Linked DNA regions of Mus musculus: all the other regions are linked to region 7. The links are chromatin contacts, called in public ChIA-PET, Hi-C, HiCAR-type, HiChIP or PLAC-seq and Micro-C maps. All regions are on one chromosome and are shown on one strand. Each heading gives the region's core, a stretch centred on a gene start, on an enhancer-like site or on the middle of the called end of the contact. The rest is flanking DNA. Distances are from core to core; before and after follow the strand shown.

Region 1 (2,912 bases), core at 335-2,834, 770 kb after region 7:
TGGCTCATTGTGGTGAACTGAATTATCAAGGGTATCACAAGATGTCAATATAAAGGAGACATGAAAGGCCCAGATACACGACGTTTTTTTCCTGCTGGAGTTCCTTGTAGGGTAGTCTGCAGGGTTTGTGAGTGGGCTTCGTAGTAATGATCCTCTACAGACTACAGTCTCTTTGGTTTTATGGAAACCCTCCACACAAATATGCCAAAACCAACTGATGATAATAGAGAGAAGCCAAGAAGCCAATACTGTGGTGTGTTGGACTTCAAACACAGCTGGTTTATGGATTCTAGGCAAAAGCAGTTCTACCTCAGAGTCTTCAAAGGTGCCCTGATGCTATCACACGAGCCAAGCTCCAAAGCAGATTGGGATATCTAAGAGATATTTGTGACGACATCATCAAATTTCTCCTCTAACTGACAAGAAAAGACAGAAGCTGAGTCTACGTCGACATTTCCAGCCCAGTGAGATGACTCAAAGACAGCTCTTGGGTGCTCAAGTTTCCCCAGAAATTCTGAGTAGTTAAGAAAATTTCAGAGTATAGACTCTTTCCTGCGTGGGTGTCTCAGAACCTTCTACGACAGATGGGTACCATGAATACCCTGAACCCTGAAGACTTCATGCCTCAGTCCTGGTAGAACTGTAGGCAGAAGCGTCAATGCAAAAGGAATAACATCCGAGTATCCTGCTTTCTAGAAGGATCCTCAACTGCCCTCCCAGGTCTGCTCTGCAGCTGGGAAAATAGGCCATTCTCACTTCTTCCTTCCTGGGATAAAGGTGTCATGGTTAGCTGTTCAGCTTAGCATGGGGAAGATAAAAGGTACCTCTGTTTATGCTGAGCATCATAAAAAATCTACTAGATAGACTCTTAATGACCATCTACACTTTGATGACAGGTTCATGTTTGGTAATACTGGTTTTATATATGAGTATTACATTTCCCAGGCAAATAAATAGAGTCTTACTCATTCTGCATGGTGGGAAAGCAACTCACTTTGAGCTGGGCATGACAGTGCACAGCACTGGGAGGGAGAGGCAGGAGGATTAGAGTTCAAGGTTGTCCTCAGCTCTTATGGAGCTGGAGGCCAGCCTGGGAGGCATGGGACTGTCCTCCATTTTGCGTAATTACCTGGGCTTATAGCCCAGATTGATAGCATGAGAAAAGACTTCTTATAACTCGGTTTATCCAGTCATGGGAGGTCCTGGCTAGACCTTGTCAATAAGGATTTGTGAGCCAAAAGAAGATACTGTGACAGGAGTTGGGAGTCAAATGGATCACCACAGCTGATGTCTCATGAGGACCCTGAGACACTCGTTTCCTTCCCAAATGAAGTCATATATGTGACTGTATGCCAGACTGTTTGTTTTCCCGTCAACTCTCCAAATGCAAATGTCCAAGTCCTTCTAGAGTCTGCCTTTGCTTAACCCCAAAGCATCCCATGCCCCCAGGACAACCAGTGGATCTCTTAGCAAATGCCAGGAATGAACCAGCAAAATAGATCTGCAGCAGCTATCTAGGGCAGGGTGGCTCTTCCTCCTTGCTGTGCAGCTGAGCCAGCTGTAGCCAACAGGGGCGTCAGTATGCAGCCCAGGGTGTCTGCAAGCACAGACAGTGTGGGAGGCTTAGCCGCTGCTTTGTAGGAGCAGACAAGGTAAGTGTAGGTTGGTGGGGCTTCCCGCAGACCTAGATTTCTTATGAAGCTGTTGTTTTGTATGAAATGACTTCCCTAAGGTTGCACCGTTGTTTCTTTTTCTGAGAAAAATTCATTTGCAACAAAAATCAGGTTACCCTTTCAGTTAAGCACACTCAAGGCCGATGGACGGAAACTGGGATTGGATTCAGTGGCCATGGTGCCCCGGCAGGAAACACTTCACACATGTTCATGGGGGTGAGGTACAGGGCCCCTACCTCCTAGACAGTGGGTTTGTTGAACCTTCATTAACATATCGCTAGTGCAAGGTGTCTCGTTTTTATTTATTATCTCTCTTTGTATAAAGAGGCATGTCTTCATTATGTCTGGTAAGGCTATAGGGGCATGACCTGCCCTTCCCCAAGAGCACAGGCATGGGTAGTAGGCGGCTTCAGAAGACTGAAAGCAGGCTAAGGAGAAATGCTAGCTTAAGATGCTGTTTGAAGAATATTCCACTTACTCATAAAAGACTAATAGAGGCTGTGCTGGGTTGGAAGGATATTTCGGCTCTAAGGCAGGATAAGGGTACACAGGAATGCTAGCAACTTCTGTGTCATTGCTAAGAAGGTTCTCCCTGTACTCTCAGAAAGAGGAAGAAGGAACTGGAAATGTTGAGAGAAGTCAGGCATGATGGAACACATTTATAATTCTAGCACTAGACAGTGGGTGGAGGCTAATCCAGCCGAGGTAACATGACCTCATCGTAACAAATCCCAAACAAAACACTGACCCCAAAAGAGTGAAGAGAAGGACATTCAGTACCCCCTCACCTTATCCAAGTCCCACTGTGTTTGGTTGCAGCTTTTCTGTTAGCCAGAGGCTGAAATTATTAAATGGAAAGTTCCAGAAATAAGCAATTCACAAGTTTTAGAGTTCACACTGTTCTCGACAGAACAATGAAATCTTACAGCTTCCTGCTCCATCCTACCTAGGATATAAGCAATCTCTTGGTCCAGCATATCCATGTTCTATATACTACCAACTCATCAGTATCTTAGCTGTCATCAGCAGACCGTCATTCACCCTTTCATTAGCCCTTGTTTTACCTAATGATAGCTCTAAAGTAGACAGTAGTGATACCAGTGATTTTACTATGGTATATTGTTATGACTGGTTTATTGTATCATGAGATATTGCAGTTAATCTTTTACTGTGCTTAAGTTAGATACTAAATAGGTATGTGTGTGTGTGTGTGTGTGTGTGTGTGCAAGGAACAATTTA
Region 2 (3,126 bases), core at 40-2,539, 540 kb before region 7:
CCATTGCCTCTCTTTCTACACCACTTTAATTAACCCGGGGTTACTCTAGCTACACAGGGGCACTCTCTGAGACCTAATTACCTTTCATACCCAAATCCCACACAAGATGACTCCCTAGCTCCCTCCCTCTGTCAAACTGGGTTCACTACTGGGCTCTCATCTCTTCACCCTATATACGTACTCCAGCGTGGTTACCTGAGCCTCAGGCTTTGTCCAGACACAACCAACAAAACACTTCCTGGGCCCTCCTGGGACTCCCTGCTGCCCTGATGCACAGAACCGTGGACAGATTTGGTCCCCACTGCACCCCTGAACCCAAAGGACAAACATAACCACTCCTTCTTTTTACCGGCATTACCCCTCTTAAAACCCAGGAACTCTTAAGAACCTCCCCACCAACACATGGTCAGTTCTCAGGCCCTTATCCTCAGTCCGCCAGTTCCTCACCATCACACTCACACACAAACACACACACACGCACACACTCCCCTTGAAGCCTAGCCGTCCTCCCTCCCTTGGGGCTTCACAACACTTTACACGCGCTTCCACGAGCAAACCCAGGATCACTGCTCCGTCTCGCGGAACCTCACCAGCTCACCACGCCGCAGGGCCGCCCTAGTCCCGGCCACTCGACACCTACGGACCCACAAACGACCACTCCCCATCCCCAACCCAGGTCCCCAAAGCCCGCACCGCGAACTCTCGTCCTGCCCTCCGCCCGGCCCCCGGGACTCCTCAGCACCCTGGTCCACACCGGGTCCTCCCGCGGCCCAGAACGGCGGAAGGGAGGAGCCCCAGAGGCGGGCGCCGGCGGCTCCTACCTGAGCAGTTGCTCTTGCCTCTGCCTCCCGGACAGTCCCCGCCGCCGCCCGCGGGCTGGTTGGACGCGCGGCTCCCGGGCAGGCAGAAGGCGAAGAGCAGAAGCACCGACGTGTAGCCGCAGACGGCGAGCGGGGGCGCGGCCGGCAGCCGGAGCGGCGCCTGGGCGCCCATGCTGTCGCGGCCGCACGGCGGGGAGCTCAGGGAGCGGCAGGCCGGGCACACCGGCCCCGCGCCGCCTCCTAGCAGCCGTGCAGCCGCCCGGGGCAGCCCCGCAGCATCCCCGCCAGGCCCCGGCCCTCCGCGCTCGGGACAGCCTCGTTGGGAGACCCCGGCGCGGGCGAGGGGCGCGGGCGCGCGAGGGCAGGGAGCGCGCCGCGTGGGGAACACGGAGCTGGGGCGCGCGCGGGGGGCGCGGGGCGGGGACGGACGCAGCTTCTAGCTCGCAGGCTCGCCTTCCCTTTGTGTCCGCGCGGCTGTCGCCGCCGCGTCACAAAGACCCCGGCCCGCCCGGTGAGGGGCGCGTGACGGAGCCGCGGGCGGGGAGGGAGCGGCGACCCCGCCCCGCGCACACCCCCGGCGCCGAGCTCCGCCCCTCCCGGGGAGCCATTGTTCCTGAGGCGGGCGGGGGCGCGGGCCGGGGTCGCCGATCCCTCCGGCTGGCCGGACGGCGCCGAGGATACTGGAGAGAGCTTCGGGACGGTGTCTCAGAAGCCCTTTGTGAGCCTTTCCCACGCGCCTTCTAACCCTGCACGAGCTCGGGTGGTCTTTCGTGTGTTTTCCAGGTGGAGTTAAAGGCAAAAGGTGACTTGTCCAAGGTCAGTCACATCCCAAGAAATGGGCAGGATCGGGATTGGTACCTAGTGCTCACTCCCGCTGTGCACTTCTCCGGGGAAAAGGCTTAATCCCCAAGACTCGCCCCACCGGGTTCCTGGATAACTACATCTCTCGGCTGAATCTTTAAAGTGCGTTGCCCTTTCCGCGCATAATAGCAAAGATTTAGAGCGGATTTGCTATATCCAAGGCCTAGAGGAAGCTCTTAGCCTGTATCCTCTCCAGTTCTATTTCACAGCCCTACAAAGGAGTTCCCATACTGGTTTTCTGCCTTCCCCAAATCAGGAAGTTGGGACCAAGAGTCTTCCAGCTGTCTGGAGCCCAGTACAGTCCTCTGCAGCCCTCACCTTGCTAGATGATAACTTTACACAGGCAATAAGACCATAGGCCAAATTTTTGGAAATTTTCCGCTTTGTTCGAAGTCTGTTATTGTTGCCCACTTCAGAAGGAATTCTAGAATTTCATTGTAAAATTAAGAAAATTGCAAAAAGGACACTTGAAGAAAGCTACAATCTAAATACAAAACAAACACTGAACATAGAAGTAAAGACAAGGAGGCTTTGAGAAGTCCAGGCAAGGGAGAAAGCTTTGGAGACCAGCAAGAGATAGCCGGCAGCTGAGAGCCCAGGCTGCTTTTGCAGAGGCCCCAGCTTGGATTCCCACAGCATCACAACCATCTGTAAACACTGTACCAAGAACTCTCTTCTGGCCTCAAAGGGCAGTGTAGGCATGTGGTATAGATATGCATCAAACAAAACACCCATATACATTACAAATAAACTTATTTTCAAAAAAAATTTAAAGCCACTAGCAACAAAGGGAAAGATATTTAAACCAAAAAGTTACCCCTCTGGATGATTATTAAAAAGTTAGAAAGACTGACAAACTTAGCACTATTCATGCATACATTTTGGAGGGCGCGGCAACCTAAATATGAAGAAAAAAACTAAATTTGTTTTCCTAACAATACCAATATTGGAATTTTTGCTTTAGAGATGGTTGAACAAGACACAACAATGAATAAAGGAAGATTTTCATGACAGCTTTTGTGTAACAGTAAAATATGACCCCGGTGGTCATCTTTGTGTATAGATTTTGATAATGATTAGGTTAATGATGAATGGTATAGAAACAGGGATACTGGAGACTGGAGAGATGGTTCAGTGATGGAGTCCTTCCTAGGTTTGGTTCTCAGCGGCCACATCAGGTGATGCCCAACTGCCTGTGACTCCAGTTCCCGGCAGTCTGAAGCACATAAACCCATATAGGCACACATCAATAAATAAATGCTCTTTAAAGAAAAGAAAACCTTTCTTTTCTAAACTATACATATGTACCAACCCAAAGAAAGAGCAAGACTGCTTTACCCCATTACATTACCACTGACTCTGGAAAAGAGGATTGTGGGTGATAGGTACTTGCCGCTCATATTTTTCTGTTGAGTTTTTTTTCAATGAAAAGGTTTTGTCATCA
Region 3 (3,003 bases), core at 207-2,706, 840 kb after region 7:
CAAAGCGGGTCAGGGCTGTTGTTCCAAAAGCCTGGTTTTGCTGAGTACATAATGCAAAGGCTGAGCAGGGACAGGAACCTGCCCAACTGGGTTTGAGTTCTGGCTTTCATAGTTGCCACTTCCTAAGCCTCCCCAACAATGCTTTCCAACACAGGCACTCCTGAGAAGAGCAAGGTATCTTTCCGACACTTATTCTCATGGAAAGGACATTATTTCCCATCTGTCCGTTACACTTCTCAACGCTTCTGGAACAATGAGGGTCTAGTTTACCAGATCTTCTCAGATGAGGAAACTGAGGCATGCAGAGTGAAAAAATGTTGCCCACAGTCACCCAACAGAGGCGCAATTCACACCGGCAGTTCGACTTTAAGTCAGACCCACTTTAATCCAACAGCTTCTGAGTCCTCTCAGGGGAAACTGAGGCCCATAGAAGAGAAAGAAAGATCAGTTTCTCAGGCTTAGTCCATCATCCACTGCGCCTCTGTCCGGCAGGGATGGGGACCTCTAGTGACTCAGGCTGAACCAAACACGCTAGCGACTCTGTTCTGTTATGTCAGGAACGACTAGGATGTCAAGGTATCCCTGCCGAAGACCATGTTTTCCCATGGACTGAGTGTACATGGGACCTGCTCACCCTACAGCCCAGTGCGCACGACCTCAGCGCGGGAGCCCAGCGCGCTTTGGGATAGTTTGGCAGTGTGTTGTCACTGTACAGCTAAAACCCCTCTCTGCCCGCTCTGGTGAGCCACGTCCAGCCCAGACACTCTTGTGTGCCTTCGCTGAGGCAATCATCTCAGCGCCTAGGAACCCGGGGGGCCCGGGAGGACCCAGGGCAAGACGGCTGTGCGCCGCGCCAAGCAAGTACTCCCTTTTATGTCCAGGAATGAGGCGCCGTAGCACCCGGGCGCGCAAACCCAAGCGGCTGTGGCTTACCTGTCGCAGCGCGGGTCTGCAGGACAGCGGAGAGCAGCGCGGAGATGATGGAGAGCAGCCACCTCGGGCGCCGGCCCTGCGCGGTCCTCCTGCAAGAAGCGGTGGCAGAGAAGGTGAGGCGGCGGCTAGGAGGTGAGGCGAAGGTGCAGGGGGAGCGGGGCGCGGGTCCTACCTGTGTGTCATGGTGCAGCCGCCGGACCCCAGCTGTACTTCGCCCGCGGAACAAAGGCTGCGCTCGGTGGCGACGGCGGGATCCCCGCTGCTGCCCGCGCCTGAGTCACCCGCGCTCTGAAACCCGACTCCGCCGCGCCCTGCGCTCCCCCACGCGCGGTGCCCCACCTCGCCGCCGGTCCCCGCTGCGCCTCCCCACGCCCCCTTCTTCCCGCCACCCCAGAGCCTTATGTAACCCGCGAGGAAAGCCCCGCATGCAGACGCAGAGCTCCACAACCCAGGGCCGGCTGGGATCGCTGGGGTTTCCTTACATGACAGACTAGGCTATTGAGATTCAGAGGGGAGTGGCAGTGTCCCAAAGCTACGCGGTTGAAGTCGCTCCTGGTTGCTGTGCCACACCCAGCAGGCCAGCCAAGATCCCACTTGCATGCCCCAGAGTAACACGGTGGGGACGGAAGTCATACACAGAGCGAGGACTTTGAAGGACTCGTGGGGTGTGCTCTGAATATTTTGGAATCCCAAAACCTTGACCAAGGGGAACTGAAGTCCAGAGAAGCCAAACGATTTACCAAGGCATCCATCCAGTGAGCCACACAAGAGAATCAACATTGAAGAAAAGAGTAAGGTCTCAATGTTGACCTAGGCACATAGAGTCAGGTGTGTTACCTGCCCGCTGGGAACAAGACACCCTTTAACTAACAAGCAACACAGAAGGCAGGAATTGGGAGCTTAGCTCTTGAAAAACGCTATCCTTAGGAGCTCTTGCAGTTACTAACTAGTGCACTGCAGGAAACGTGGGGGTGAGGACACACCACAAGGGTCAAGACAGGCAGAGCCATTGGCTTTTAAGGGACCGAGGCACCGGAAGCCAGGAGGGCTCCAAGGAACTAACAAGGAAGTTAGGGGGCATTCTAAGGATACTGCCCACTTAAGGTGGCTTTGACATCTGTTCACCCTGTCTATGGATTTGAACTCTCGTTCCCCTTTTGTGCCTTCTGTGATGGGTATAACACTTGTTACAAATGATTAACCATGGGGAATTGGCTTTCTTGGGTCTGGATTTCTCTATTACTTGTAAAATGCACCAGCCAGATCTGTAACTGACTTCCTAGATAGATTTACCTAAGGAAATTGTCGCACCCAAGGTTGTTCTGTTTGACAGTTAGAGCCAGTGGCTATAAACAGGTGGCCTGGGTCTCCATGTGGTCCGCAGATAAGTTTGGTCAGTGATAGCTTCCAAATTAAAAAGTTAATAATAACAACATTTTATAATTATGAACTGTTTATTAAGATCCATATTTTGTAGGGCTGGAAGGATGGCTCAGGGGTTAAAAGCATGTAGTGCTCTCGAAGAGAACCCAAGGTCCAGGCACCCACATAGAGTAGGCTACAATCACCAGCAACTCTAGTTCCTGCGACCTAACACCCTCCTCTGGCCTCTGTGGGCACTCCTACATGCATGTACATACAAATATATGCACACAAATTGAAAAACCAAATTTGTGGACTATTAGAATTCAGGTAGACCTGATGACATGGAACCTGCATTTTTGATGTCAGATTTTATTGGAATTTCATCAGTTGGGCAATATCCTCCAGTTTACCATGGTTGCCACCATTTTCTGCTTCACCCATCAACAAGACAAAGGACCAGTCCTACTTAATACCACACTTGAAGTCTGTCTTTGCTCATAAGTCAGAGTGAAACTGGATTGAGAGCTTACCACCCTGTTCCAAACGAGCAAACAAGGGGTCTATGGAGAGACGGCCGTGTCTAAATGAGATAGGGAAGAGCTTATGTTTAATACACAGATACAGTTTGGTTACACATATAAGATGACTTTATGCCACAAGCCTGACCTGCCCCAGGAGGAAGGTACATCCTGTATTCAGCTGATG
Region 4 (2,833 bases), core at 262-2,761, 730 kb after region 7:
GTCCTACTCTGTGTCAGGGAATGTGTTCACACTGCGGGGGGTGGGGGTGGGGGGCGCGGGGGGGTCTTCCTGCAGAATCTAGCACCAATATGTGGATTGGATTTGACTTGGATCTGAGTCCTTTCTGTCTTTCCTTTTGAGTATACTGAGGTATGTTTTCTTTGGTTTCTCTTTTGACAGATGTGTAATATATATAAAAACCAAACTTGTAATATTTACAACATTTTAGACTTCAGTGTCAACTCTTCACATAAGAAATATCTTAGAACACTCTCTTAAGAATCATGGGAAGGTTATCACTTCCTAGTGTCTGTCATGAAACTGTTTTCGATGCACAGCACGATTAGCCTGTTAGCACAGCTGTAAGCTTTCTGGTCCAGAATCTTCCCTGTGCTCAGTGGGGAGGCAAATCCGGTTACTGCCATGTCCGTGGTTCGCCAGGCTTCACAGTACTTGTCCACAAGACGGACACCATGGGGGTTGGAGCCGTGCCAGACCACCTTCTGGGGCCTAGAAAGGAATTTTATAGTGTTACTTTTTAAATGGCATTTTTTTAATAACAGGAAGTTCTTCATTTCTTTTTATTTTATTTTACAGTTTGTGTGTGTGTGTGTGTGTGTGTGTTTCAGAGTTCAACACTGCATGTCTTCCTCAATCATTCCCTACTCTATTTTTTGAAGCACAGTCTCTCACTGAACCTAGAGCTTGCCAATTTAGTTAGATCTGATGGCCACCAAACACCAAGGACCTACCAATTTCTGCCACTCAGTGCTGGCGTGGCTGAAGCGTGCTGCCCCACCTGGCTATGAGATAAGTGATGGAGACCTGAGCTCAGGTTGCCGTGCTTGTGCTGCAAGCCCTTGGCCCGCTGAGCCATCACCCTAGTTCCTAAATAGCAGTTCTTTGTGGTATATCTTGGTGAGGAAGTTAGCATTAGTGTAGCAAAGGGAGAGACATGTTCCTCCTCACCCACAGTTCAATGCCAAGTCCTCTCCCGTGCCTTGTGGCTGTTACCTGCTTTCTAGACATACTCTAGACAGAGTATGTTGGCAGCCATACCCACTTGCAGCGATCTCCCAATGGCATCCTTAGGTTTCACACATCTGGACCATTGCTCCTGAGCTCACTTGTTGGGTAGCCTCTCTCATGGTCAGACTTGGGACTCCTTCACATCTTAGGGGCCCCCTCTTTCAGGAATCTCCTTTTCATTCTTGCCCTCAAAAATGAAATCCTCCCCTCTGTTCCTTTTATCAGCTTTCTATTTTAAAACTACAAAACTGTCCACATTTATACACAGTCTCTTATCTATTGCCCCTCGACACCGGGAGCCCTTAAAGCGTAGGGCCGTGGGGGCCTACTGTGCCTTTCAGACCTGCATTCAGATGTGTTGTAGCACAGGCACTGAGTATCACTGTGTTTTCACCCACAGTCATATGCACAACTGTCCTGTGGTGTACCAATGACTGTACTCATTTGACAGGCAAGGCCACTGTGGCTCATGGAGTGAAGTGCTTTGCCCAGGTCTTATCATGAGCTACTAGACCCGAGGCTTCTGGCTCCAAGGCCATGGCTTTCCCGTGACTCAGCTGCCTTACTGTGGCTTCACACTGGCAGTGTTCCAGGGAGGTAGCTCATTGTTAGAACATGTCCTAGAAACGCCTCTTGTGCTACGTCACAGGGCCCAAGCCTGCACTTACCAGGAAGGATCAGTCATCACATCCCGACCGTCAAAGGAGTAGATTGGAATGTGTGTATTGAATTGACCTCCATCACCAGAAAATATCGAGTCCCAATTGTTAAAAAGCACTTGGCCCTACAAAGACAAATGACACATTTAGGGTTTGGCTCCCTCTTCATAGTGTGACCCAGCTACTACTTCTGGAGTCCTCAGCTCAGCGAGGACAGTGATTGAAGTGGCAAGTGCTTGGGCCACTTGGGGATTGATGTGCCTGACGTCAGTGGCGAAGGTGTTCAGCTTTACCTTGAGATTCACAATTGGAAGGCCGAACCTCTCTGCCTTCCGCACGACTGTGGAGAGATCCTGCAGGTGTGAAGACAGAAAGGCTCGGAAAGTGGACAGGAGGCCTGCAGCCCTGGCCTGCTGGAAGCACTGGAAATCAGCTCGGATGTCCCCAGCCACCGGTGTGTTCAGAGCAACCAGGTGCAGCTGCAAAGAGTAAGACAGGGTGGTTAGCAGCCCCACCCTCCTCTTCCTGTTCTGAGGAAGAGGCCCACTTCGACTGTAAGGTGTGACCCAGGTGCAGCTGTCCACCCTCAGTGAAGACAGCCTTAGCACCCGTGAACAGACGTTGGGGTGAGAATGTCTTTCTTAGATTTAATAAAAGATGCATGAGACATTCTCCTCGGATTGAGGAGTCCTTTGGAGATCTGATTCTAGTGTGCAGGCCATGCTTGAGAAATCTGGATATGCTCCCAGCCTGGTCACAAGCGTGGCTTCTAGGGTGGCTTTGTCCTGCCTCCCATTCCTAACACCTTGTTCATCAGCCCCAAACCAAAGCCATTAGGGAATTTGGTTTGGCTTGCACATAGGCACCCATTTCCTCCCTCCAGCCCTTTCTGTTGGCATTCCATATGAAGTGCAGTCTGTGGTCTGAGGATGCTCTCATTCTGCCACTCTCTAGCTGTGTCTAAGGGGTGTCAAGTTGGCATTGACATCCAAATGCACTCCTACACACACACACACACACACACACACAGAGAGAGACAGAGAGACAGAGACAGAGACAGAGACAGGGAGACAGAGAGAGAGACAGAGACAGAGAGAGACAGAGACAGAGACAGAGAGAGACAGAGAGAGACAGAGATTCACATG
Region 5 (2,851 bases), core at 222-2,721, 950 kb after region 7:
GAGCTGAAGCTGCCTGAGGCACTGGGTAGGAGTGGAGAATCCCTGCCAATCCCAGCAATTTTGACTCGGAAAGAGAGTGAAAAGGGCTTCGGGCAAAGCCATTGCGGTAGGTGAGAGAAATTCAGTTAAATCTGTTAAACTCTCCCTGATGGAGGAAGGGGCACAGCAGACCGCATCTCATCCTCTCGCAGGTCAGTGTTGCCTATGCCCTCTGAGTCCATTTCCAAACTGGAAAAAAAAAGAACTGTCAAGGCCTGGAGAGTAGAATGTGGCAAGCGCCTGATAATCACACCAGGCTGGCCCTGTGGCTCTAACCAGGACCCCTTTCTGAGTTCTGTTTTCCAGGCAATCTACCGAGCTCAAGTGGGAACTAAAAGTTCTGTAACAAATTTAAAGGGTGGAGGCGTCTGGGAGACTGAGGGTAAAGGTGGCAGCAGCAGCTGCTGCGGGTGTTTGCTTCCTTGTCTCTCACCTGTTGAAAAGCCAGCAGCTTCAACAGGAACTAGGCTCTGACTACACAGGATCTGCCCTGCACCACCTACAAGAGTGTGCTCGGCTGGACTCAAGAGTCACAGGCGCCCTTCCCACAAACCTCTTCTTCCCACCGCCCTCCACCCAAAGCTAGGACTTCAACAGCCAGAGAGAAAGGGAGGCGGCTCCGGGCCTCGGGCACGGCCATTGGGCATCTCGATGGCTCTGCTCTATCCCTGGGCAACAGCACACCCACACCAATGAATGGGGTCAGCCCTGTGCTAGTCGCCGTCAGCTCTCCGGAGTCACAGCCACACCCACAGTCCTAACTGCCCCCACAGGCACGAAGTAGGGGTCTCTTCAGTGTGTTTAACTCGAATCTCACCCTGTCCCGACAGAATGACAACTTTGAGGTGTCTGATTCAAGGGACCACTCAGTTACCAGTTTGACTTTCTTAGGTTCGTTCTGATTTTTTTTTTTAACTTTCCCGCCTCTTCGCCCTCTAGATACGCCCCACCACCACCCCCGCTCTGCACCACCTCCTCCCGAGAAGGATGCTGCGTCCCACGCGCCAGTGCTCCGCGACTACTCACAGAGGGTTCCAGCGCTCGGGCAGTCGGCGGTGCAGCGAGATACGGTCGCTCAGATAGATGTTGATCTGGTGCTGCTTCACGCTCTCCTCCTGCAGCCGCAGCTCCTCGCCCTGCAGCTGCAGCCGCACCGCCTCCCCATGCGCTCCCAGAGCATCGGCGGGCAGCGGCGGCCTGGGCAGCACTGGCTCGTGACGCCCGGGGAGAGGAGTCCGCGGGGGTCCCGGGTCCACCGTCCCCGACCTGCTTCGAGCCCGCAGCAGCGCGCCCAGCCCTGCCAGGGCCAGCAGTGCCAGCAACGCCTCCCGGCCGCGCCGCAGCCCCCGCGGGCAGCGCCTCCTCACCGCACGCCCCCACATGCACCCGCTAGCTGCACCCCGCGGCCTCGGGCCGAGGCTGGACCCGGATCCCGGAACCGCGGTCGCCCCGCCCCCGGCCCGCCCCACCTGCGCCCCGCCCTCTTCCTGGCTGCTGCCTCCCGCGCCCACCTGCCTGTGCCCACATGAGAGAGCAGAGAGCTTGGCGACCCTTGCGGCGTGAGTGTGGGCTGAGCACAGCGCTCTGGGCGCTATGGGGACCCTTCCTTGAACTTACGTGACACTAGCACTATCCCGGATGGAAGGTCCTTAACCTTAGCCACTACGTGTTCAGGATGTGCTGGCCAAGACTCATGAAAGCTGCAGGCGGCTCTGTGCGGTACTCAGTGGCGCCTAGAATAACTAACTGGAGCCCATGGTTTTCCAAGCTATGTTTTTCAGTCTTTGCTTTAGGGACACCTACACTCCGCAGGCCCATCACACACACACACACACACACACACACACACACACACACACACACCATCCTTTCCTGTAATGTATCAGGTTTGGCTCAGGGCTTATAGGAGAAAAGGGGAGCCACGGGGCCCTTGCTTCGAAGCTTGAAGGACAGAGTTCCATCCATCCCCACATGGTGAAAGGAGGACTCCCTCAAGTTGTCCTCCAACCCCCACGTGTGATATAGACACTTGTGTATACATACATGCATACAGATAAAAGTTTTAAATTTAAAGTTTAAATCAAAAATGTGTTGCTGTATCATAGTCGGAATCTCAAGTAACCCAGGCTGGCCTCCTTTCCTGAGTCCTAGAATTACAGGTCAGTGGTACCAAGCCTAGCTAAATAGTGTCTCCAGCCCCAGCCCCTGATGTTGACTGAAATATGGTCTCACTCTGTAGTCCTGGTTGACTCTAAACTTTCTACATAGCCCAGGCTGGCCTCTAACTTTTAGGAATAAAATGTCTTCAGTAATTTACACAAACTGCCACTTTTACCTTTAGTTGTGGGGGGAGGAAGGAGCCAAGCTAGGCTGGTGCCTTTGCAAATTCTGTTCCTGCACCCACTTGCCTTGCCCCACCTTACCAACTCTTCCTGAAGCCTTCAGCCACTGCAGCGTTTTCAGGATGGCTTATTATTATTATTAATTTTGCCACTAATAGCACATTTTCACGGCAGAAGTTTTTGTGTAATTCTGGGTGTATATGTATATAAAACCAGTATATAAATCAACCACTTACTTATAGTAAGTCATAAAGAAACTCATTTTAAAACAATCTTTAAAATACATATAATTTTACTATTAATAAAAGAAAGCCGTTTACATGTTAAGATGGATGGACTTGCTTATTTTTATATAAAGACTTAAATTAAGGCTAAGCATTTGATACTACAGGACACAAACCATCGTCATAATTTTCAGAGTTGATTGATAATTTCATTTTAAAAATCCCAATGCTGGGAGTGCCATTTCA
Region 6 (2,882 bases), core at 377-2,876, 990 kb after region 7:
TGTGTGTGTGTGTGTGTGTGCACGCTGTTTATGTACTATGTGCTATAATTATGGGCATATACCACATGTGGGTATGTGATAGCCAGAGGTCAATGTCGAATATCTTCCTACACAGCTTTCCACTTTATTTGTTTATTTTAAATTATATTTATTATTGTTGTTGTTGTTATTCTGTTTTGTTTTTGAGAAAAGGACTCACTATATAGCCTTGGCTGGCCCAGAGCTCACTATGCAGACCACGCTGGCCTCAAATTCATAGAGACCTGTCTGCCTCTGCTTCCCAATGCTGTAATTAAAGGCATGCACCACCATAGCTGACATATTTATTTATTGTGTGTGTGCCTGTGCATGCCATACAACAAATGTGGAAGTCAGGGGACACTTTCAATAACTGTCCTCAGACCTAACAGTTACGCTGTTATCATGACACACTGTTGGGACATGTAACAGCCTTGCCTTGTATGTCTGGCTTCTTGCTGGGTTTGGGCGGGCACTACTAACCATCTAGGGAAACCAGTTGTCTCTTCCTATGGAAGTGTCCATGCTGTAAGGACACATATGCTGTGAACTGCGTCTTGCTTTCTGCTTAATTAGCTTCTTTTCCCCAAAATGTCCTCATGGCTTACTCTCTTCCTTAAGGTTTTTGCAAGTGTTATATTTTCAGTAATTCTCTTGTTGGCTCAATTATGAAACAATGCTCCACCTTCTACCCGATTTTGCTTGGATTCATGTTCCGTTTACTGTGTCAACAGCACTCAACTACCATTCAGCAGCCAAGTTTATTACCACAGCATATCTTTATAGCCTGTATGGGTGGGTCAGATCCTAGAAGGCAGAGATGCTATCTTGCAAACGTTCGCGGCACGAAGAGCTGTGCCTGGCACTAACAGGCATCCAATACATACTTGTTGAGTCCGGAAAGAGAGATGAACTTGATGTCAGAAGACCTGAGTCCTAGCCACAGCAGCGCCTGCAGATCTGTGCAGACTATAGCAACATACAACCTTCCCGGTCACTCGTCTACTGTAGATTGGAATAATCATCTGAAACTCTAGGGTGGCTACAAGGACTGCCCTGGGGACCAGTCGGTGGTTCCTACTGTTTGTGTGATATACAGGAGGGCTTGGGACCAGAACAGTTGCTGGTCCCACACTGAGTTTCCGACAGTGGGTCTGGGGTGTGGCTAGAAAAATCTCTATCTGTAACATGTAAGTTACTGCGGTAGTGGTGACCCCCCCCCCCCCCTGTCAAAAACAAGAGATAGATGGGCGGGTAGCTTGACACAGATGAAGAACTCAGCACTGCAGGGCTGCTCCGGCAAACGACGGGGCTGACCCATTCGTCCCGATTCAGCCTGCGACTGTTTAGGGAGCGCTAGTGAAATGCGGGCCGGTCTGGGGTCGGTAGAGATGCGAGATGAGTTCTAAGCTAGGCCCAGAGGTCGGATTCAGTAGGAACGAACAGGAAGACTGAAGAGTGACCGCACAGTCACAGGCCCACCCTCCAAGGCGGGAGGCGGGCCCTGCGCGCGCGTACCCATCAGGCGCGACCCCGGAGGCGCGCGCGCACCCAGGGGGCGGGCCTGCGGACGGCGGGCACGCGCGCGGCCCCGGGGTGGGAGCGGGCGGCGGCGCGGAGCGGGCGGTCAGCGATGGGCGAGGGCGCGCTGGCCCCCGGCCTGCAGCTGCTGCTCCGCGCCTGCGAGCAGGGTGACACCGACACGGCGCGGCGCCTGCTGGAGCCAGGCGCGGACCCGGTCGCGGGGCCCGAGGCGGGAGCGGAGCCGGCAGGGCCCGAGGCGGTCCGGGCAGCGGAGGCCGGGGCGCCGGTGCCGGTGGACTGTTCCGATGAGGCGGGCAACTCGGCGCTGCAGCTGGCGGCGGCCGGTGGCCACGAGCCACTCGTAAGGTTCCTGCTGCGCCGCGGAGCCTCGGTCAACAGCCGCAACCACTACGGCTGGAGCGCGCTCATGCAGGCGGCCAGGTGAGCGGGGACCGGGAAGGAGAGAGTCCGGGACTCGTGAGAGTGCGAATGGCAGACTTGGAGCTTTGCCTTTTGGTCATCTGTATGATGGAAATAAAAGGGCGGTTTCAGAAACACAAGATTAGGGATGTTAGAAACTTTGGCTTCTGAACAGTGTGGAGGCTGCGGAGTGCATCTTCTAGACGTTCATTCATTCCGTTTTGCATCAAGGGTCTCCTAAGAATCTGTCTACTCACCCTGGCTTTGGGGGTTGACCGAATAGATAACTGGGATCCAATTAAGTCCCTATTTTGGGGATATGAGTGGGGTGGGTGGGTAAATAAAGTAGCATTCTTGATCTGGAAGGTCTGACAGTAGTAGCTGACCCAGTTGGAGGAATAGAGGCGATTTTTAGTGGAAATGAGGTGTTAAGACTCGAGGATTTGTAAGAGTTATCCAGGACCGGAAAACGAGGAAGCGAGGGAGAACAAGCACACTGCAGACACATAGTGATGAAAGGTGGTCAGACAACTGGGAGGATGCTGCGACCCAGAGGGGGCTGGAGACAAGCCCACCATTGGAGGAAGAAAGTAGGTGCCAGATTGGGGCTGAACAGAAACCCACAATCTAAGGATGATCAGGAGTGTGGAAGGCACAGGGCACTGTGACCGGAACAGACTTTTGTTTCGGGTAAGTTACATTCAGCACCTGTGAGAATAGGCAGAGAGATGGGCCAGAGTCAGGAAGGCTGGCTAGGAAGACAGCAGCCAAGGAAGAGACAATTAGTGGCCTGGATAAACCTGAAGTTGATCCTCGTGGTTGTGTGACCCTGCGAAGGGGTTGGGAGAGGCAGCAAAATCCATCTCTAGATTTCTGACTCGTATAAATATACTGAGCTGTAAAAAAACAAGAAAAGAGAC
Region 7 (2,944 bases), core at 97-2,596:
ATGACTGCCGGAAGCCTCCAACAGGTTCGAGAGGTGCCTTTGAAAGCCAGTCTCCGCCGGCTGCGCTCCGCTGCTCGGCTCCCCTTTTCACCATCGAGAACTTTCCTTTCTACTAAGAAGAAAACACTCGGAGCAACTTCTCCGAAAGCTCATTGAAAAGTAACACAAGCCTTTCCCACACCAGCCAAGGCCTGGAGAAGAGGGACCTGGTCCCCACGCGTGTCGGGGCGCGAGAGTCGGCAATTACACCCGATTACCTCCATGGGGAAAAGTGTAAACCAGCAAGTCGGCGACGCCAGGCAGACGTGCCTAGTGGAGCCCGGGGCTCATTTCAATACAATAAGCCGCATTCCTACAATTACACCCTCTTTGCTGAGCTCCTCCAGAGCCTCTGCAAACTCCGGCCGCTGCTGCCCAGGCACTGGCCCTCCTAAGCTTTCTCCCAGACAACCAGCTCCGTTTCACCATTAGACACATTAACTCGGACCCACCAGAGTCCCTATTTCCAATTCCACTTAAAAGGCAGGAAAATTACTGCCGTTCATCACCGGGGCTCCAACTCTGCCTCAGCGGCAGCCGCTGCCGCCGCCGCCGCCGCCGCCGAGAGCATCATTACCATGACAACTAGAGCCGAAATACCCTGAATTACGACGCTGGAGCAGCTACAGCACAAATCCAGGTCCTCCTCTTTGTTAGAGGCTTTTAGCCTCTTTGGGTGGGGAGAGGAATCTCACAAGCTTCAGAGTCCCTGAGGGCCAGCTACAAGGGAAAAGTTTCAGCTTGGAACCCACCGGTAGCTGGGCGAGAAAACCTGAAAGGGGAGGCGGCGGGAGGGGGCCACCCCATATTAAAAGTTGTCAATTTCAGGAGCGACACTTCCCAGCGCGCCAACTTTTAAGCAAGTCCCCACATTAACTGGGCATATCGTACGTACTTGGGTGCTGTGGCGGTTCCGTCTTTAGAGCGAGTTTCTAGAGAGCGACCCCGAAATCTGGATTGGGGGAGAGTCACAGCTGCTGTCCCGGAAGGGCTGCGGTGCACAAACCCAGCGGCTCCCAGAGGCGGTGAGCGGCTGGCGGGGGATGCTGCGATCCCAACTCATGGGAGAGCGCCGCCGAGAGGTTCCGCAGGCATCCAGTCTCCGGCTGCGACCAGGGGGTAGGATGTCGCCACGTTTCCCACCTCCACGGACACTGCGGGCTCTGTCAGCGTTGCAAAGTGAGCCCTGGAGGGGCGTCCGGCTGCGGCGCGGCGCGGCGCGACACTGGCGAGGGAGCCGGGTGAGAGGGGTGTGAGCGCGCGGGAGAGAGTGGAGTGTGTGTGCGGAGCGTGTGAGCGCGCGTGTGTCTGTCTGTGTGTGCAAGTGAAGGAGCGGGTGTGAGCGTGTCTGTGTATGGGGAGCGGAGGAGGAGCAGGCGCTGGAGGGGTGGGGGGCGGGAGGCAGGAGACTCGGCTCTCCCGGCTGCGCGTTCGCTCGCTCTCTCGGCACGTCATTTATGCCACAGGAGCCCTAGCAGCCTCTCCATAGAGTGCCTGGAATGCGAGACGTCAATGTGACGACATGGGACGCTACGTCACCCTCCTCCTCCCTCCCCTGGCCCAGCCGGTTCCGCGTGTGCGAGGGTGTGTGTGTGTGTGTGTGTGTGTGTGTGTGTGTGTGTGCGCGCGCGCGTGCGCGCGTCCTCCGGCCATTCTCACGGCCGCACAATGGAAACCACGGGGAGCTGCGGACCCCAGCCCTGAGGCTTCTCAGATTCGCGCGGCCAACCCCTCTGCACGGGAGCCGCTTGCCAGGGCGCCGGTCTACCAGAGGGTGCCGCAGCCCGCCCGCGGGTCAGGCGGGACCGCCCAGCTGTCAGGCTCCGGGTGGAGCAGAGTTGGAGGAGTGCTGCTGGCTCGCCTCCGAGGCTGCCCCGAGGCATCTAGCCAGGTCCAGGGGGTAAGAGAGAGGACAGCTCTTCCGAAAGGGAAGGCTACGCCAGCCAGCTTCTCCGAGTGACCTGGCAGTCGCAGCTGAAGGAGTCTGGCACCAGGCCGAAGACTCCCAGAGGTGCAGCTGTGCTTCCCTCATGCAATGGTTCTAAGGCTGTTTACGTCCCTCTGGCCCTCTGCGCCTAGGCTAATTTGCCTCTTCCTCCTGTCATGCTGTTAGTGTTTCACCCTAGGATGCAGACAGTTCCAGGGACAAGATTTTATTTCTTTTTACTTATGGTGTGAGGTTCTTGACTGGACGCTTTATAATCCAAAGAAGTGCACATCCAGCCACGCGCGCGCTGCACGAGAAACTATATATAAAACAAACACACCACACGTGTTGAACAGCTGAGTGAGTCTGACTGTTCCTCTACTCCCCAGCACCGGGTCAGACATGGAACTCAACTCGCATTTGAGGGTTGTAGATGCCTCCCCTTCCACCTCTCAAATGAAATATTCAAAATCAGTCAACAGGATTCATTAGGTTGTCTCTAGGGGATCTTAACTATGGTCTCCTGGGGCGGGGGGCGGGGGGGGGGAGGTACATTTGTCTTCCAAGTATGTAGAAAGTCTGGGCGACTGTATAAGGGACAGCGATTTTTTCCTGGAAAAAAATTTAGGGTGTCACTTTCTTGCTGAGAACAAAACAAAACAAATAACAAAAACAAAACAAAACAAAACAAAACATGTTTGAGTTAAGAACTCTTAGTTCCAAAGGTTGCTGCTAACTGAAAGTAACCTCTTTCAGAAAAAAAAATTTTTTTTTACGAAGACGTTAGAATGAAACAACACAGACAGACGCGGTCTCCAGTGGTCTGCTAGAATCTCAAGTGGCATTTTCTTTTGATCTGCCCCAACAATTGAGCGTGTGGGTGGCAAAGTTGGGGGAATAGGATCCCCTAGTCATAGCACATGCTTCAGAATCTAAGAAGGTTCGAACTAGGACCAGAAACTCGAAAAACAAAACAAC

Evidence for each region. A called contact is a pair of places that touch in the nucleus more often than the background predicts. ChIA-PET counts read pairs in DNA pulled down with a chosen protein or histone mark. HiCAR-type assays count read pairs that join an accessible place to other places. HiChIP or PLAC-seq counts read pairs in DNA pulled down with a chosen protein or histone mark.
Region 1: a contact with region 7 is called in a HiCAR-type map of Th17 cells, with 3 times the contacts expected there. The contact joins the enhancer-like site here to the promoter of Nr4a3 in region 7. A contact is called at or near these places in 2 of 39 promoter capture datasets (embryonic stem cells and hippocampal neurons), 2 of 115 datasets of contacts at active chromatin or transcription factors (Th17 cells and embryonic stem cells) and 1 of 9 other capture datasets (liver).
Region 2: a contact with region 7 is called in a Micro-C map of embryonic stem cells, with 4 times the contacts expected there. The contact joins the promoter of Tmeff1 here to the promoter of Nr4a3 in region 7. A contact is called at or near these places in 5 of 484 Hi-C or Micro-C datasets (Sertoli cells and embryonic stem cells) and 3 of 115 datasets of contacts at active chromatin or transcription factors (embryonic stem cells and stem cell-derived neural progenitor cells).
Region 3: a contact with region 7 is called in an H3K27ac HiChIP or PLAC-seq map of embryonic stem cells, with 8 times the contacts expected there. The contact joins the promoter of Col15a1 here to the promoter of Nr4a3 in region 7. A contact is called at or near these places in 1 of 484 Hi-C or Micro-C datasets (embryonic stem cells) and 2 of 115 datasets of contacts at active chromatin or transcription factors (both in embryonic stem cells).
Region 4: an RNA polymerase II ChIA-PET map of memory CD8 T cells shows a contact between it and region 7, with 51 read pairs. The contact joins the enhancer-like site here to the promoter of Nr4a3 in region 7. A contact is called at or near these places in 1 of 39 promoter capture datasets (neutrophils) and 5 of 115 datasets of contacts at active chromatin or transcription factors (effector CD8 T cells, memory CD8 T cells, pro-B cells and 2 more).
Region 5: a HiCAR-type map of embryonic stem cells shows a contact between it and region 7, with 4 times the contacts expected there. The contact joins the promoter of Galnt12 here to the promoter of Nr4a3 in region 7. A contact is called at or near these places in 2 of 39 promoter capture datasets (embryonic stem cells and hippocampal neurons) and 3 of 115 datasets of contacts at active chromatin or transcription factors (all in embryonic stem cells).
Region 6: a contact with region 7 is called in a Hi-C map of uterus, with 5 times the contacts expected there. The contact joins the promoter of Anks6 here to the promoter of Nr4a3 in region 7. A contact is called at or near these places in 2 of 39 promoter capture datasets (embryonic stem cells and liver), 3 of 484 Hi-C or Micro-C datasets (embryonic stem cells and uterus) and 3 of 115 datasets of contacts at active chromatin or transcription factors (embryonic stem cells and stem cell-derived neural progenitor cells).

The regions. Positions count from the first base shown.
Region 1 is chr4:47,271,618-47,274,529 of GRCm38.p6, reverse strand. The region is part of intron 14 of Col15a1 (collagen, type XV, alpha 1); the gene reads right to left. The region is part of intron 1 of Gm52734 (a long non-coding RNA gene); the gene reads left to right. Among named protein-coding and RNA genes, the nearest start is that of Gm52734, 6.1 kb to the left of the region's middle. Within about 2 kb of position 1,584, at least 37 of the 459 cell types and tissues checked have an H3K27ac peak or open chromatin away from gene starts, as enhancers often do. A contact at or near this core is called in Th17 cells, where this site is marked.
Region 2 is chr4:48,583,337-48,586,462 of GRCm38.p6, reverse strand. Tmeff1 (transmembrane protein with EGF-like and two follistatin-like domains 1) reads right to left here and starts at 1,289. Exons shown (of 10, transcript NM_001356272.1): 1 at 822-1,289. The coding sequence starts at 993.
Region 3 is chr4:47,206,465-47,209,467 of GRCm38.p6, reverse strand. Col15a1 (collagen, type XV, alpha 1) reads right to left here and starts at 1,456. Exons shown (of 40, transcript NM_009928.3): 1 at 1,106-1,456; 2 at 934-1,022. The coding sequence starts at 1,116. Gm12426 (a long non-coding RNA gene) reads left to right here. Exons shown (of 3, transcript XR_001784287.2): 1 at 1-174; 2 at 882-1,046.
Region 4 is chr4:47,309,754-47,312,586 of GRCm38.p6, reverse strand. It overlaps Col15a1 (collagen, type XV, alpha 1), which reads right to left. Exons shown (of 40, transcript NM_009928.3): 38 at 1,982-2,167; 39 at 1,698-1,813; 40 at 1-510. The coding sequence ends at 297. Among named protein-coding and RNA genes, the nearest start is that of Gm52732, 8.0 kb to the right of the region's middle. Within about 2 kb of position 1,511, at least 150 of the 459 cell types and tissues checked have an H3K27ac peak or open chromatin away from gene starts, as enhancers often do. A contact at or near this core is called in effector CD8 T cells and memory CD8 T cells, where this site is marked.
Region 5 is chr4:47,090,543-47,093,393 of GRCm38.p6, reverse strand. It overlaps Galnt12 (polypeptide N-acetylgalactosaminyltransferase 12), which reads right to left and starts at 1,471. Exons shown (of 10, transcript NM_172693.4): 1 at 1,066-1,471. The coding sequence starts at 1,421.
Region 6 is chr4:47,056,050-47,058,931 of GRCm38.p6, reverse strand. Anks6 (ankyrin repeat and sterile alpha motif domain containing 6) reads left to right here and starts at 1,626. Exons shown (of 16, transcript NM_001356426.1): 1 at 1,626-1,983. The coding sequence starts at 1,652.
Region 7 is chr4:48,043,707-48,046,650 of GRCm38.p6, reverse strand. Nr4a3 (nuclear receptor subfamily 4, group A, member 3) reads right to left here and starts at 1,346. Exons shown (of 8, transcript NM_015743.3): 1 at 935-1,346.